Regions from separate parts of the Mus musculus genome. Here regions 1, 2 and 3 are each linked to region 4. Evidence: chromatin contacts called from public HiChIP or PLAC-seq and promoter capture Hi-C data. All regions are on one chromosome and are shown on one strand. The core of a region is the stretch at or near the end of the contact, and the rest is flanking DNA. Distances in the headings are between cores, read along the strand shown.

Evidence for each region. Promoter capture Hi-C pulls out the DNA fragments that hold promoters and counts their contacts. HiChIP or PLAC-seq counts read pairs in DNA pulled down with a chosen protein or histone mark. Capture Hi-C pulls out chosen DNA fragments and counts their contacts.
Region 1: a contact with region 4 is called in an H3K27ac HiChIP or PLAC-seq map of large pre-B cells, with 2.6 times the contacts expected there. The contact joins the enhancer-like site here to the promoter of Tctn3 in region 4. A contact is called at or near these places in 2 of 39 promoter capture datasets (the C10 cell line and liver) and 3 of 115 datasets of contacts at active chromatin or transcription factors (the 230-238 cell line and large pre-B cells).
Region 2: a contact with region 4 is called in a promoter capture Hi-C map of the HPC-7 cell line, with 2.7 times the contacts expected there. The contact joins the enhancer-like site here to the promoter of Tctn3 in region 4. A contact is called at or near these places in 4 of 39 promoter capture datasets (the C10 cell line, the HPC-7 cell line, hippocampal neurons and 1 more) and 1 of 484 Hi-C or Micro-C datasets (embryonic stem cells).
Region 3: a contact with region 4 is called in a promoter capture Hi-C map of liver. The contact joins the promoter of A930028N01Rik here to the promoter of Tctn3 in region 4. A contact is called at or near these places in 2 of 9 other capture datasets (adipose tissue and liver).

The regions. Positions count from the first base shown.
Region 1 is chr19:40,961,385-40,965,685 of GRCm38.p6, reverse strand. It overlaps Blnk (B cell linker), which reads left to right. Exons shown (of 17, transcript NM_008528.5): 4 at 1,403-1,443; 5 at 3,185-3,341. Among named protein-coding and RNA genes, the nearest start is that of Blnk, 31 kb to the left of the region's middle. Within about 2 kb of position 2,560, at least 45 of the 459 cell types and tissues checked have an H3K27ac peak or open chromatin away from gene starts, as enhancers often do. A contact at or near this core is called in the 230-238 cell line, where this site is marked.
Region 2 is chr19:40,934,425-40,938,567 of GRCm38.p6, reverse strand. Blnk (B cell linker) reads left to right here. Exons shown (of 17, transcript NM_008528.5): 14 at 841-917; 15 at 2,212-2,295; 16 at 3,986-4,141. Among named protein-coding and RNA genes, the nearest start is that of Zfp518a, 42 kb to the right of the region's middle. Within about 2 kb of position 2,412, at least 36 of the 459 cell types and tissues checked have an H3K27ac peak or open chromatin away from gene starts, as enhancers often do. A contact at or near this core is called in the HPC-7 cell line and embryonic stem cells, where this site is marked.
Region 3 is chr19:40,294,668-40,298,679 of GRCm38.p6, reverse strand. A930028N01Rik (a long non-coding RNA gene) reads right to left here and starts at 1,798. Exons shown (of 2, transcript XR_386702.4): 1 at 585-1,798. It overlaps Sorbs1 (sorbin and SH3 domain containing 1), which reads left to right. Exons shown (of 29, transcript NM_178362.1): 28 at 2,036-2,148; 29 at 3,564-4,012. The coding sequence ends at 3,631.
Region 4 is chr19:40,610,705-40,614,619 of GRCm38.p6, reverse strand. Tctn3 (tectonic family member 3) reads left to right here and starts at 2,389. Exons shown (of 14, transcript NM_026260.3): 1 at 2,389-2,695; 2 at 2,846-2,969; 3 at 3,208-3,326. The coding sequence starts at 2,476. It also overlaps a transcript of Entpd1 not described here.

The DNA.
Region 1 (4,301 bases), core at 1,311-3,810, 350 kb before region 4:
ATATTAAAGTGAAGCAACCCTGCTTTAAACCAAATCCATCCAAGTTCCCAGTCTTATATATCAGTCCCGTGCACTTTGCCAACAGAGCCTGCTCGCACTCTTTGCTCCTCCCCTTAATCCTTGGAAACTATCCTTTTGGCAAAATCAACTTCACCCACTTGCAGCTGTGCCTGTTCCTCCTTGTCCTGTCCTCCCCGGCCCCTAGGCATCCATGACCCAGGGGCATTTTAAGCTGTTGCCTCTATGTTTTGGGGGAATTCCCATTCAACTGCAAGCTCTGACTCAGAAATCATCCCCAAAGCTTCTCAATCCAGGGACTCTCCAGGGACTTCAAAAGAAAATTACCTAAATAGACAGACAGACAGACAGACAGACAGACAGGCAGACCTATAAGCCAAATCCAAAACCTCTCCAAGTTGCTTTTGGTTATTGTATGCAAGGAGACACAGTAAAGAAACTGCCAACATGACTGTTCCAGGGTATGATTAGGGGAAAAGTCTTATTGTGCATAAGAGGAAGAAAATATACAGGGGCATCTGGAAGAGTCCAGAGTGGGGGAGGGAGCAGACTGCACATGGCCTGGGCTATCTGCAAGAGAAGGGGAAGAGCTAGAGAAGAGAGAATAGTACACAGACGGGTGGGGGTAGAGAGAGAATAGTGCACAAGGAGGGGTAGTAATAAAGAGAGCAGTGATCTGAGGTGAGAAGGAGGCCACGATATATGATACACACACACACACACACACACACACACACACACACACACACACACATATGAAACAAGTAATTGGGAACAAGGATTGTGGAAATCTGGGGGTTAGTCTGGGCCTGCAGCCACAGGTGCATGTCAGTAGAGAGCCATTGTCCCTTCTGCCAGAGGTAAGGAAAAAAGTTTCCATTTTAGCAAATGTGAACCAGTTTTACAAGTTCCTAAGAATTCCTGGCTCTTATCTAACCACCAGAAATCCCCCCTAGAGTCCAGATTGAGCTGGGCCTAGACTCAGTTTTGGACTGAGCCAGTGGGCCTACCCTTTGGGAGGGGGGTGGGGTGCCTTTTGGACCTGACAGTTATGGACTTTATCAAAGCAAAAAAAAAAAAAAAAAAATGGGCAAATGTCCAGAAATGTCCCTTGACAAAGGCAGGCCTAGGTAAAGGGCCCCACTGTTCTGCTCCTGCGGGACTTATCTTTTGTGCTTTAGGTTAAGCTTTCTGAGAAAGAGATGAAAAAAAATGACAATATGGCTGTAATTACTGTTCAAGGCCCACAGAAAAGCAGCCAGTTTTGGCGCCCGTGGGCAGTCAGCTCAGGGGGCTAAGGACAGACAGTACATGTGCCTGTGGGTCAGCCAGAGCTGGCCAGCTGGATTCATGCTTTTTGCTCTGTGTCCCTCTCCTGTTACAGACAGCCCTGCAGATGAAGAGGAGCAGTGGTCAGATGACTTCGTGAGTGTTTGCTCCTGGGATCAGGAGGGTACCAGCCTTTCGAGGAGACCTCTTCAATGGCTTCTTTCTGAACCACACTCTGAAGGCTAGCTGAGCAACACGGGGATGGGGGGTGGGTCTCAGAAGGGCTGAAGAGCCTCCTCTTGGTAGGTGGCAGTGACCTCGCTGAGAGCTCACTTGACCCAGTGCTCATCAAAAGTCAGGCTGAACGCTTTTACATATAACCTTTCTCTATTCTACCATGGCCCTGGGAGGTAGATAGATTACCCCATTCTTTGAGCTCACAGACTCACAAAACCAGAAGTAACACATGCATTTAAATACTCTGTACTAATAGGCATACTTCTGACCTAAGCTGCCCAGTGCTCTCTTACTCTCTGACACCAGGCAGGAGAGCCGCCAAAACAAAGAGTTAACGCCAGAGCTGGTACTCACATCTAATCTCAGTACTTGGGAGGCTGAGGCAGGAAGACTTGAGAGTTTAAGGCCAGTCTGGGTTACTTGGAGTGTTTGAGGCCAGGCTACTAAGCAAGCAAAACTCTATTTTCTAACAGAGTTCTGGCTAGAACCAGAAAGGAGCATTTCATTAACTTAGAGTTTCCAAACTCAAACCTGGGTCTCAGAACCAGGCTGTCAGCTACCAGGGTACCTGTTAGGACCAAAAGAACATCAGCTGTGCTTCCTAGGTCACGGAGTGAGAAAGAGGGACCTAGCCATAGTGACCCTGGCAGGTCACTATGATGGGAGCTGAGTCTAAAGTTTTCTTCAACATTGTTGTATCCATCCACAATGTACCTTCCACAATGTGCTCTGATCTGAGTTTCGATCTGTGAGGAACCCTAAACACACCCCCACCTCATTTATAAGGAAGCGGAGGTCAGGAGGACAGACTGACATTTCCACTGTCCCTCACGGGGACGACGCAGAATGAAGACTTCCAGGCCAGTGTCTAGAATCGAATCTGTGTTCACCACCTGGATGTGGTCTTTAGGACAGCAGTTCCTCCTCCTTCAACCGCAGAAAAAGAAAAGAAAAATAAGGGGAAGGGTGATCTCATTGCGGGTCACTGGGGCATGAAGTTCCCCCTAGAACCCAGTGTAGCGGAAACCAGAGTGTCGGGGGTGCGCCCCCTGCTGGCTTCAGCGCAAGATCACATCTGCGGCTGGGAGGGAGAAGACAGCTTGCTGGCTGAATTAAGAATTTGAAAGACAGCAAAGGATAGGTATATGGGAGGGTTTGAAGAGAGAAGGGGGAGGGGAAACGGTCTAATTATATTATAATCTCAAGAAATAAAAGAAGTAATCTTTACAGAGAAGGTATAGGTCGAGGAGTACAAAGTAAAAATTAACCCGGAGAATAGGGATCGACCTACCCTGAAGTTAAACAGCCAAGATTAACAAGGATTGGTTAAATTCCCCTAGCGGTTATTTTTACTTTGGTGGGTCTCCGCTGCAGATAGTATGAAACACAGGCTTGTTCCTAAAGCCTTTATGCCCGACAGAGGAACCCCGTTATAACATCCCAACAGAAAGGAGACAAGTGTCTGTCTCTGCACTGGAAAGTCCTGTGTGATCATGGCAGGAGCTGGGTGAAGCAGGCAGAAACAGACAGTCTCCATCAGTCTCCATCAACCTCCACTTCCTGTCCTCTGCCTCCGCTGGAACCCCTCCTGCCTCCTAAGGTGGGATCCGCTCACTAGACAGCACCTGCAGGGTACCAAGCACGATGCTTACATTTGCAGGACAGTGACTATGAAAATCCAGATGAACATTCGGACTCCGAGATGTATGTGATGCCTGCCGAGGAGACGGGCGACGATTCCTATGAACCGCCTCCCGCTGAGCAGCAGACACGGGTGGTCCATCCAGCCCTGCCCTTCACGAGGGGCGAGTATGTAGGTGAGGTCGCTGTGGACGCTGGGACCACAGGATGGGGGAGATGGGCAAACAGCTGCTGCCTGAGGGTCCCCTGTCTGTCTCCACTCTCCCTTCGGAGCAGCAGTACAGGAGCAGGCAGGTGCACAGTGGGGTGGGGGGGGGGGGACGGGGGGGCGGGGGAGGGAGCATTGAACAGATTATCTGAACTGATAAAAAAATGTACCCTAAGAATTGCTCTCCCCACCCCTGCCCTCATAGCCCCACAAGAAGTCAACCCAGACATTAGTCCTGTTTCTCCTAGGATTTCCTTCATCCAGGACTCTGGAGCTTCTGAGAAGCCCACATAGAATAATGGTGTCCTTCAAGGACCCAAGTGTCCACCACAAAAGCCCCCTCTTTGTTCTGGTCCAGACAGCTTTGCACACAGGCCACCTAAACTGTGGATGTCCACTAGGTAGTGTGTGTGTGTGTGTGGGGGGGGGTGGTCGGTGAGCCCTGGGCCTGCAATCAACCTCTTAGGTCAGCCGACACTGCACAATCTGGCTTTGAGGCATGCCTCTGGTGGTCCATCAAGAAGTCTAGCATGGTAGCACAGGTCTATAATCCTAGCTGGTGGGTGAGGATGAGGCGGTAGGATCCCAAGTCTGAAGGCTGGGCAATTTAACAAGACCACACCTCAAAATAAAAAGTTAAAACCCAGAACATAAACAAAGAGACAAAATCCAGGCTGTTGAGTGTTGCTCAGTGGTAGAGTTCTTACCTAGCTTGTATAAGGTCTCAGGAGGAACGGTAAAATCATTTCTGTTCTCATCATAGCAAGGGACCAGGAGATTCCCTGAAGGCAGGGATATTGAGTGTGTTCATAACCAGGGTAGTGTTTGCGTGTGTGCGGCAAGATTATCCTCACTGTTGTCAACAGCCTCTCTCCACAGGGTACCAGTTGATGCTAGTTCTTTGTTCCACAATTAGTCTGTTGAGCCC
Region 2 (4,143 bases), core at 1,163-3,662, 320 kb before region 4:
AACATTTCTTTTATTAATAATAAATACGTTACAAACTAAAGCTGTCAGTGAAAGGAAATGGAGGAGACATGTCAAAATCCTTTATATGTGTTCGTGAAAATTACCCTGCATAATAAAATAAAAATAATTAATTAATTTAATGACAAAAATATAACAAAGTTAGCAAATAGGTCATTTTCAAAGCTGTAAGTTAGAGCCATGGATATGTGGATTGACTACTTCCTTGTTTTATGCGTTGGATAAGTCTCACAATGGAGCACGAAGAGACTGCTTCTCATTATTAAAGCTTAAAAAATAAAACTATTAAATAACCCATTTGAAAATTACATTGGACTCATTAGACACTAACATAAATATTTTTATGAAAACTATTCCAAACTAAATATAACATGTGTGTGCTTGTGTGTGTGTCTATAGAGCGGCACTGGATTACATTTTACAAATTTTACTTACTCCTAAGACAGGGTCTCACTGTGTAGCCCAGGCTGGCCTTGAACTTGGGCTCCCCCTGCCTCAGTTTCCTAGTAACTAATATTACAGACTGCATTGCCAGGTCCACCTTGGCAGAATTTTTAAATTCTGGAGCCAACAGTCTATTGCTATGCTTGTTGCAATAGGTGAGGAAAACTTAGGCTTTTCAAAGATGAGATTTGCCAACAACAAAGACCTCTCAAACATCTGGAAGGATCTTGAGGATTTAAAGGGGTCCTGAAGCCCCGCTCTGAGCAGTCCTGAGGAGTTTTCAGCTCTGTGTGTGGCCCTGAGAGCTCCTGCAGTAGTGAGGCACTGTACCTGCACAGAAACGACTGAAGATTCATGGAGTTTTCAAATCTCTTCCAGGGTTCCCAGAAGCGGGGAGCCCAGCTGCAGATGGACCGTTCCACAGCTTCCCATTTAATTCGACGTTTGCAGACCAGGTAGGGCATGAGCTTGACATCGGTGGATTATTTCCAGTGGATTTCAGGAAAGGGCATGTCTTCTGAGAAGACAGCTTGGAGTATGGCTCAGGATGGAGTCTGGATTTTAACTGAGTTGGTCCGATGGATGCAGAATGTCCTGTGTTTTTTTGTTTTGTTGTGTTTGTTTGTTTGTTTGTTTGTTTGTTTCAGTGACTAAGAGAGACCTCGCCCCATTTATTCTTGTTTCTATTCCAGGCGCCCCAAATAACAGTGTTTCTTTAAAACAATGAGGGAATGTGTTGTTTTTGTTGTTAGTCCTCTCACATTTATTTAAACTTTATAATTTCCTCAGAATAGACCTGTGGAGGCTTAGGATGTTAAAGCCTCTATCAAACGGAACAGCATAAAGAGACAGAAAGGACACTGTGTGCCCTTGAAGGTGACACGTGAACAAGTTGCATTGAGGATTTGAATCCGATTTCCACCCCCCAAAAAATAGAATAGAAGAAAATGAAATAAAAAAAGGAGTGAGATGCTATCTGTGTACTTCTAATCCCAGCCGGGAGAGACAGAAACAGGAGATCCCCAGGGTGGGCTGGCAGCCAGCCTAGCTTAGTCCTTGAGCTCCATCCCAGTGAGTGATGCTCATTCAAACGCAAGGAGGACAGCGCCCGAGGAAGCAGCATCTAGTGATGATATGTGGCACACTTGCACATGTGCTTGTGTGCACGGGTGCACCCACTCCCATGCACATATAAACACACACACACTGACATGATGAAGCACTCTATGAAGCATCAAGAATAAATAAAAACACGGTTGGGAAGATGGCTCGGCAGTTAAGGGCACTGACTGCGCTTCTAGAGGACCCAGGTTCAATTCCCAGCACCTACATGGCAGCTTACAACTGTAACTCCAGGATCAAACAACCACACTGATACATACATGCAGGCAAAACACCAATACACATAAAATAAAAATAAATAAAAAATTTTAAAGAGAATATTAGCACAATAAAAAAAAGAGTAAATAATTCATTCAGGAGAAAAATGCTTCAGGAATCTAGTGAGGTCCATTTATGTTTTAAGACTAAATTTACAGCTTAAGGCCAAATGGGAATGAGCTAGCTAGCCACATAATCTCTGTGGTTGTTCAAAGGAAGCGCGAAACAAACTCATTTTGACATTACTGGTAAAGATGTTGATTATTGTTCCCGTCTTTGGTTTTGCAAAATGGGCCACTTAAGCACATAGGTTAAATTTTCATTTCCTTTGAGAACCATCTCCTGTTTCACAATGCTTCTGTCTCCCAGGAGGCTGAACTGCTCGGTAAGCCCTGGTATGCTGGCGCCTGTGACCGCAAGTCTGCTGAAGAGGCCTTGCACAGATCCAACAAGGTTGGGACACCTAAAAACTTAAGCCAACTAGTAGTTGCATGGGTTAGGGGCAGGGGCAAGTTCCGGGTACTTGGCCTTCAGAGCACCTGCTGCTTTGTTCTTTCATCTCCTTCCTGTTTGTCTTTCAATTCAAGGCTCCAGGGGGCCCACTACCCTCAAACAATAGAGAGAAGTAGGAGGCAGGGAGGTCTGGGGAGACCTGATGCAGCCGGAGCCCAGGCTCTGAGGAGCAAGGGAAGAGAGGACAGGCTATTTTGAACCAACTCACGGGACTTAGGATATAGATAAAGGCAGAAGATAGACCTAGAAACATTTTTTTGAGAGCTCAACACTGGGGACAGATGGGACAGTGGAAGATTAAAGTTTCCTTTTCACTTCCTCTGTTCTCCCATTTAAAAAACAAAACAAAAACAAGCAAACAAAAAACCCTCAAATCCCTGGGAAAATGTCACCAATCAGCTGCTGAGGGTTTTTTGCTCTGCCTAGACGGAAATCGTCGGTAGATCAGAAGGCCTTCTAAGGCTGCCTCCAACAAGTTAAAGTTTTCCTCGGTTTTTGCTTCTTTCTTGTCCAGCTCATTCTGGTTAGGGAAAAAGTAGATCTCCCTTGTATGGGGCCCAGTGCAGGAAAGGTGGCCCTAGAGAGAGACTGGGTTGGGGAGAGGGTGTGTTTTGGAGCAATAACAACCTGTTTGAATGGGCCAATCACATCCTTACTTTCTTATGACTCACAATCCTAGAGGCTTGTGTTTTGAACCAACCCCTGTCGACCTCCTTAGCTAGTCCCCCAGGGAAGGGCTATCGGGCTTGTGCTTAAATGGTCAGGGCTTCCCAGAGGTCGGTGAGGTTCCAGCTTTGCTGTCACTGTTACGGTGAGCCTTGGTTGACTCCGTCCGCCGCCTTTGGAGCCAGGACAGTCAGCCGCAAGGTTTTCAGAGTTGTTGTCCTCAGGCCTCTGTGACTCTTGGGTGGTCATCACAGTCTGGCCCACGACACTGCAGTCCATTTTTAAACGCTGTGGCTGTCTCCGTTGGCTTACTTTGGGTCACACATGAAATCTATTAGACCTTACTTAGTCTATGGAAACCTCGTAAATTTTATTCCTTTGTTTCTGAGGAATAAATAATAGGTCTTTTTTGTCTTTTCAAATTCCTTCCTAAGGCTGAACACCAGTTTTGCATTTCTTCTTCCTATCTTTTAGGTCATGTTTTGCTATAATTTTTTAAATGTATGATTCTAAGCTATTTTAATAAAATATTTAATACACGTTGAATTTTTTAAATAGTTTTTCTACCTTAAAATAAATCTATTGAGGGGAACGTTTTCTTAAGCTAAAAGCTTGAATTTCCAGCCTCTGCCTTCCTACTGTCTAGATTTTTACTTAAGGAACTTATAAACATGGGCTCTAACTCGAAAGACTCTCGTCAGTGATCTTACCGTGTCCTTTTATGTTTCTAAATCCCAGCAAGCACAATGCCTCAGTCGGCACATTACATGCTAGTACTGGCTTCACTCAAGTTTGTCTGAGTATCCGTTTTAATAAACAGTATTATTCATGGAAAATAATACAACAAATTCTAATCAAGAACAAAACCATGGAGCTAAATACTATCTGAAAGTGATAAAATACTCTTCACAAACTGAATCTAGCTTAAGGAACTATAACTAATACTATCATTCTGCCTAAACAGGATGGATCGTTTCTTATTCGGAAGAGCTCTGGCCATGATTCCAAGCAGCCGTACACCCTAGTTGCGTTCTTTAACAAGCGAGTGTATAATATTCCTGTACGGTTTATTGAAGCAACCAAACAGTATGCTTTGGGAAAGAAGAAAAATGGTGAAGAGGT
Region 3 (4,012 bases), core at 549-3,048, 320 kb after region 4:
TGGAAATGCATAAGATTCCCAACAGAGAGTCGGGGTAAAGAGAAAGAGTCAGTGAAGGAGGATAAAATAGAGCAGCAAGACAGGCACAGGTCTAGGAATGCTCACTTTTATAGAACAGAGCTTGTTGCATCTGGCCAGCAGTGTTGCCTGCCTCTTAGAGACCAGGAGAGAGGGGTCCTTGCACACAGTAACAGGGACAGGACAACAAGGAGAGACAGACTCGGGTCTGGAGGGGAGGAAGATTAAGGTCTTGTAGAAAATAGGGGACAGAATACGAGACACTCTGTTGAGAGTAGGGTACTAGAACCAGCAGAAGAACTCAGCTGGGGACCTCCGAGCCACAGGGGACCTTTAGAACTAAGGCCAAAAGGGTACATATTTTCTCTGGTCTTTCTCCACGGTTTGCAGACAGACAAGCAGAGTTATTTTAAAGAACATTCTCTAGCAAAGCAGTTATAGTGGAAATTAAGGGGACGGGCAGTTTCAGAAGCTAGTGAGGACATACATGTATTACACATCCAGCGGTAGGAATCCAAGCTAGGTAAGAAATAAATACAGAAACAGGAGACAAGGTATTCACTTACCAACTTGAAAGCTATCTTCATCTCTCCCATTCCTCGTTACGAGACCTTCCCACTCACACCCAGATCCTTCCACCAAGATCTCAACACACTGGGACAAGTGGTGAAAACAGGATCCTGTGTGTGACAGTCAGTACAAGCCTGTTAGTGCTTTAAGCCAGCGCCATGTGCTGTCTAATCTCTCTTACTCCACATTGGAATTCACTGGCATTATTGGAAATGGCATTTGATTGGCACATTTACAAAATGCTGGTGCTACCGTGGTGTTTTAAAATGAATTGTGACATTGGTGGTGCACATTAGATGCCCCAGAAGCATTTGGTAAGAGGAGAATGAAAACAAAGCTCTCCCTTGCTGCTGAAGCTGATGCCAGTTTCACAATGAGCCTCACTGTTATCAGAGCACAGAGCAGCACAGACCAGATGTCCTAGGCCAAAGAGCAAGTCAACAAAACCTTATCTGCAGCTATCCTTGGGTGGAGCAGAAGCAGTGAGTTTTCGGGCTGTTCGGAAGAGGGCCCCCACACAGTGAGACAATGGGAATGTGCTATCTTAGTTTTAATTAGTATTGCTCTGAGGGGTTTTGATATTTTTATTAATTTGTTCTCTCATATTTTATCCAGACACCAGTTTTCCCTGCCTCCTCTTTTCCCAGTCCCTCTCCCCACCCCTGGGTCACAAAACAGGAAAAAGTGTCAGAAGTAGCTGCTGCTCCCTCTATTAGGAGTCCCACACAACACTGAGCTGCACAACTACAGAATATATGCAGAGGGCCTAGGTTAGACCTATGCAGACTCCCTGACTATTGTTTCGGTCTCAGTGAGCCCCTAAGGGTTTGCTTGTGGTGTCCTTGACCCGTCTGGGTCTTACTCTGTAAGCCAGGAGCTCAATGTGCAGCACAGAGTGGCCTTAGACTCAGTGACGTCTTCCTACCTCAGCTTCCTACATGCTAAGAACACAAACATGAGCCAATACATTTAACCGGGAATGTACAATTTTCTGCCTGTGCATAATCTATCCCGTTTGTACAATTGCTTTTTGTTCTCTAACATTGATTGCCAGAATTTAATAATCCTGGAACTAAATAACTGCTTATTATTCTTAATTATCTACCTATATTATCCTATTATAAAAAGGGGCGTGGTTAACTTTAAAGGTAGTAAAGTGGATAGAGGCTAGGGAGAGGCTGTAGACAATAAAGGTTTCCCATGGTAATGAGGAAAAAAAAAACAACTAAGTTTAACCATTACTTGATCATCAGAAGTCCCCCAACCCCTGTTGGCCTTAATTGATTTAATGCATTTCTTCAATGCTAGAGCACTAGTCAATAAAATGCTTTCAACATTAAGTGGGAAACATTACATCGATGCTGGGTTTACAGTGTTGGGATTTGTAGATGGGCATCAGATTCTGTCGGCAGCTGAGCCACTCACTGGTCCTTCCTCTGGTTTGTAGGTGTAGCTACCAAGCGTTATATAGTTATGTGCCACAGAACGATGATGAGTTGGAACTCCGAGATGGAGATATTGTTGATGTCATGGAAAAATGTGACGATGGATGGTTTGTTGGTAAGAATCCCATCATGCTTTTCTTCCTAGTAGTGTATTGGAAGAAGGACTAAGAATGATGAGACATGTAAAAAGCAATCTTCCAGCCCCTAGGAATGCTGGGCCACTCATCTCAAGGTCGTATGAATGTCACTGAGTAGAACCTAAAGCCAAGATATGCCAGAGTCTATGTCAGACCGCAGTGCCACATTTGTCACTGCTGTTAATTGGGTTCCGTTTATATTTCTATTGTGTATATGTCTTTAATATTTAAAGATTCCACCTTTAAAACTCTCAAGAAACAACACAAGGTCTGGACAGTGGTAGTTCATGCCTTTAATCCAGCACTTGGGAGGTAGAGGCAGGCGGCCGATTCTATAGAACGAGTTCCAGGACAGCCAGGGATATATATAGAAGTCCTGTCTCAAAAAAAAAAAAAAAACTACCAGGGTGGGGGGTGGACAGGAGTGGAGAACACGAACATGACTAGGTCTCCACCATAAAGTTCGAGCACATGTGTGGATGTTCCTCACATCATTGTAGTTATTCTAGGCTTCTAATAACTTGAAGAAAAGCAACCAGCTCAAATAATAAAACAAAGGAGGGTTCTGCAAGGCTCAGTGGTAGAACATTTGTTTAAAGCATGAGGCCTGGGTTTGTCTCTGAGTACCACAGACTTCACGCACACTTACCAACCTCTTAGAAAATGCTCTGTCCTCCCAGAAGCCAGGCCTCCCTGTGGAGTTCTTTACAAAAGAAAGTCTTATCAGGAAGCTAAAGGCCACAGAGCATACTGCAGCCCCATAGAAACAGTAGGTGTGCCAAGTGTAAAACTGAAAACTTTAGACAGGCCGCATTGAAAAAGTAAAGAAAAACCTATTAAATTAGTCCTGATGTCTTAATGAATCTTGAGCTGTACAGCAAGACTGTTTCAAGAGAAAAAAAAGAGAGAGGAGAGAAAGATAGACGAAGAGAAAGAAGGAGAGGTTGAGAATAAATTTGCAGTGAGATTCCTCTAGGAGTGCTTCTATCTCCAGCCGGTGGGAAGGGACACCAGTTCTCCAATGAAGGCGGTGTCCTGGCTGAAGGAAGGGTGTTGGGCTGAGTATCTTCCTTGCACACCTCAGTTATCTTCAGAAGGGACCTAATATGGATTTTGCAACCCAACATTTTTCATCAGCAAGGACAGAGTATTGGGATGAACAGTGGGGCTGGAGACAGAAGACCTGGGTTCAGATTCTGTTAACTCTGAGCCTGGGTCCTCCTCCTCACTGCCCATCATTTTATAGCCCAAATGATACAGCTTTGCAAATCACAGTGTGAGGTTGTTACCAAGGGGGGACTCTACAGCATCTCCAGCATCTTCTCTGAACTCAGTTGTATGTGCCCTCTCATTCTGTGTCTGTTTTTTTGTTTGCTTGTTGTGTTTCTTCCAGGCACTTCGAGAAGGACGAGGCAGTTTGGTACTTTTCCAGGCAACTATGTAAAACCTTTATATCTATAAGAAGACTAAAAAGCACAGAGATTATTTTTTATCGGAGGATGAAGCATCATTCATGAACTGGTCTCTTTATTTAAGTACTGAGTCAGTAAGAAAACTAATGCAGTTGGTAAAGAAAGAATTCAAAGAAGGAACAGAGAAGTGTGTTTGAAACCCATTGTGTATCAGGGATTAACTATCTGCTGAAGACATCTGTATTTACATGACTGCTTCTGGGAGCTGCTCTAGCCCCCGCTGCTTGGGGAATCTGATCTGGAGCATGTCCATGAGCAACATTAGCCAAAAAAAAAAAAAAAAAATGTGCCCAGTCTTTACCCACTCCCATTTTAAAGAGGTCCCTTGGGGCTAGATAAGTCAGTCCCCATCCGTGTTCCACAGGTCATA
Region 4 (3,915 bases), core at 1,140-3,639:
TTCAAACTCTAAACTTTGAGATCTAAAAGATTTTATGATCAGATATAAAACAAAGCTTATAAAGATAAGCACAAGCTGAAATAAGGTGATCTCCCAAGAACTAAATTAAAGGAGTTCAACAAACCAGTCTTCAGTGTATATTTTTGAATGTTCACACATGAACAAAGCTAGCATGACTTAAACAAGGGTATATATCAAATAAAGACAGATAAAACTGCTTACCAGGAGGGGGTAGGGGAAACTAGGAAAGGGGAAAACATTTGAAATGTAAATAAAGAAAATATCTAATAAAAAAGAAAGAAAGAAAACTGCTTACCTTACACAAACTATATTCTAGTAAATACATATAATTTGAGTAATATAATTTGCTCTAGGGCAATCTCACCCCCTCTTCTGTCCCTCACAGGCACCCCCACACATGAGACACACATAATTAACCACCCAATCACATACAAATGTTTGAGAGTATTTAGAGCATAGAGATATATTTAAGCTAAAAATTAAAAGGCATTATAAAAATTAAGATCGTGGGCTGGAGAGATGGCTCAGCGGTTAAGAGCACTGACTGTTCTTCCAGGGGTCCTGAGTTCAATTTCCAGATCTGTAATGGGATCTGATGCCCTCTTCTGGTGTGTCTGAGGAGAGAGAGACAGTGTACTCACATATATAAAATAAACGAATCTTAAAAAAAAAAAAATTAAGATCCTCTTGGAAAATACGGGCAATTTCAAGTGCCCCAAATCTTATCTGCCCAAAAAATTCATTGGAAAAGAGAGCCATCAGCCCAGGAGATTCATTGGAAAGAGAGACATCCAAAATCAGTTTTAAGGAGTGGACTGGAGTGGATTAGGTAACTCCTGGTAGATGTTATTTTATTCCCCCAAATAATTAAAATAACCCAAATGTTGGAATTGTGAGCACAGGGAGATAGCTGGCTGGATTTTGATCATACACAATCCAACTGCACATTGCAATGGCTATTAGTTACCTGAGGTTATTTAACCTTGAGTCACAATTTTAAAATTAAATATTTAACAGCTCAGGCATTGCATGCCTATCATGTGTGCCATAGCCATGCCTGCCTGTGTCTCAGATTAGTGCAAATACAGAATGTTTGTGCTATTAGGCATGCAGAAGGGCCACGCCACTCCTGAGAAGAGCAAGCACATACTAGAGAGTGTTTCAGAACTTAATGATAAAACCGTAAAAGAGCAATCAGCTAGCTTGCTTCTTGGTTCCTTGGCTATTTCCATCTCTGTATCTTTACTTTCTCCTCAGAAAATGTTTCTAAATTGTAACTTTCTCTAAGTCCTCATACTCTTCTCCATCCTGTTTTCTTGTCCTGAACCTCTTCCCTTACTACCCTTTCCAGCAACAAATATACAGATCACATTTATTGATATAATGCACTAACTAACACTTTTTAAAAAATAAAATAAAATTTAACTTGATAGAGTGTTTGGCAGGAGTGCATGAAGGTGGCCTATATGACTAAAATTCCAGACCCAGGAGGTTCAGAAATTCAGCCATCTTTGACCACATCTTGAGTTTGAGGGTCAGCCTGGGCTACATGAAACTGTGACTAGGCGACAGGGAGCGGGGAATAAAGAAACTCGTGGAGTTGAAATAAGCATTGTTTTATTATGCTTTTTAAAAAATACCATAGTAATTAAAGTGGAGACATTTTTAAATTTTATTTTAGATTTTATGCAGAGGAGTGTTTTGCCTGCTTGAGTCTTTGCACCTGCGGGTGTCAGATGGCGCCCACTGAGGCCAGAAGATGGCACAGGCAATGGATCTCCTGGAACTGGAGCAGCGGATGGTTGTGAGACACCTTGTGGGTTCTGGGAAGCGAACCCCAGTTCTTTGAAAAAAACAAAAACAAAAACAAATATTCTTAGAAGCTGAGCCATCTCTCATGCCATCATTGGGACTTTGTTCATTTGTCTTTGTTTTAGGGATCAGAGTCTCACTCAGTAGCCAGTTTGGCCTAAACTTTGTGATCAGGTACTCAGTTTCCCGGCACACGTAAGGGATGTGACTTTCTATGTTTTTCTCCTTGAGTTCATGGTGTTTCCAGAGAAAGGGCCTCTTACCTTGGTAAGATCTCAGTTTGTGCCTCTTGGTCTTCCTCTCAGTGATGACTTCATCCAATTCTTCCAGGTCCGTAAAGCGCGCCAACCCTCTGCCAGCTGCCATCTAGCGGCGGGATCAGGCAAAGACGCCTTCGCCCCCGAGGCTCCCAGCGGTTGCCAGGTAACGGGAACCACGCGCCGCTAAGGAGGAGAGCAGCATGAAGGACGCTCAGGGTCGTAACAACACGGCCTTCCATTGGCTGAAGAGCACCCGGCTCCCGCCTGAGCCAATGCGCAGACGGAAGCTGATGACGAAGTACGCGACTCTTCTTCCCAGGGCTCCTGGGACGTATCTGGAGACCCAGGCTCCTGTCGCACCGCTCTGCGGCCAGGCTGCCTTATGTGCACCCTGCAGCTGCACCTGCTGCTGCTGGTGGTCCTGATGCTTTCTGAGACCGCCCGACCGCAGCCCTCCTCCACAGCCCGGGCTTTCCCCACCTCCTGGGGCCTGGAGCCAGTGACGCCCGAAGTGCCAACCTCAGCTCCTCCGGATTCGTCTGAGAGTCCGACTCCCTGGACTCTATCGATGCCCGTGAACGCGACCACCGACCCCTTTCCAGGTGATGCGGCGGGATACGGGATGGAAATACTGACTTCTCAGATCTAAAATTGTGTAGACAAAATTGCCCTGCCACGTAGCTGGCACTGGGGCTGTCCGCGCGGGAAAACTTTGGGGGAGCTTCATCTCGCTTTTCTTCTTGTACTTACAGCTTTACCGATCTGTGTCTGTGACTTGACTCCGGGTACCTGCGATTTAAACTGCTGCTGTGACAAGGACTGCGATCTTCTCCATCCCAGAACAGTCTTTTCCTTCTGTCTTCCTGGTAGTGTAAGGTGAGCTGCGGTGCTCCTCCGGTGGAGGAGTAAGAGTGAGTTTCCTACCCGCTGTCTCCCGGTCGGATGTCCCCTTGGGCTTTCCTGGGAATGCTGAGCCATCCAGTAAAACAAAACCTGAGTGTTGCACCTCTGCCCAGAGACCCCTCTTATTGGCATCAGACATTGGTGGGGTAAGGCCCCCTTCCCTAGATGTACTCCATGTCTCTCTCTTAAGTATCTTCACCTTTCCTCACAGATCTTCAAGTTGGGTATGTGTGGACAACTCTCTTATGTTCAGGAGCAACTCCCCGTTCCCTTCCAGAGTTTTCACGGACTCCAGTGGAACGACACAGTTTTGTGTCCGTGTGAACAACTGTGAGTAGAAACGAGTTTGACAGCTCTTATCATTGAATGTTTATTGAGATGTGACTTTGTCTTTGGGATTCCCAGCTCTCTTATTTCTTTTAGATTCCCTGTCGCTCACCCCTCTTACCACTACCCTCTTACTTTTAGTTAATAAGAACATTAGTAATTTCATGAGACTCTACCACCTTTAAACTACTGCTCAGCACCTTTAGCCTGGCAATCTGCATTGATTTCTTTCTTTGTGTCCTTCTTTCTCTTTCTTTGTCCGAAAACTTTTCTCTCATGATTTTATTCTGCCCTTTTGTTTTGGACGAATTCATGTCCTTTGTCCTCAAGCTGTGCCTTAAATTTTTCCTAACTTTTATCTGCTTTCCCCCTTGACTCAAGTGGCCCTCTTTTCTCCATTCATTGCGAACATCTTAGCTCTTCTAAGAATCTTCTGTCATCTGCCCAAGTGAGCCCATCCTCAGAAGTTAGTTCTAAGACACTCGTTGTCCTAAGTCATTCCTTAAGAATTTGTAGAGTTCCTTGTATGATTGTCAGTTTATGTGAATATTATGATTTCCTCCAGATAAGCTGTCAGTGCCTTAAAAGGACA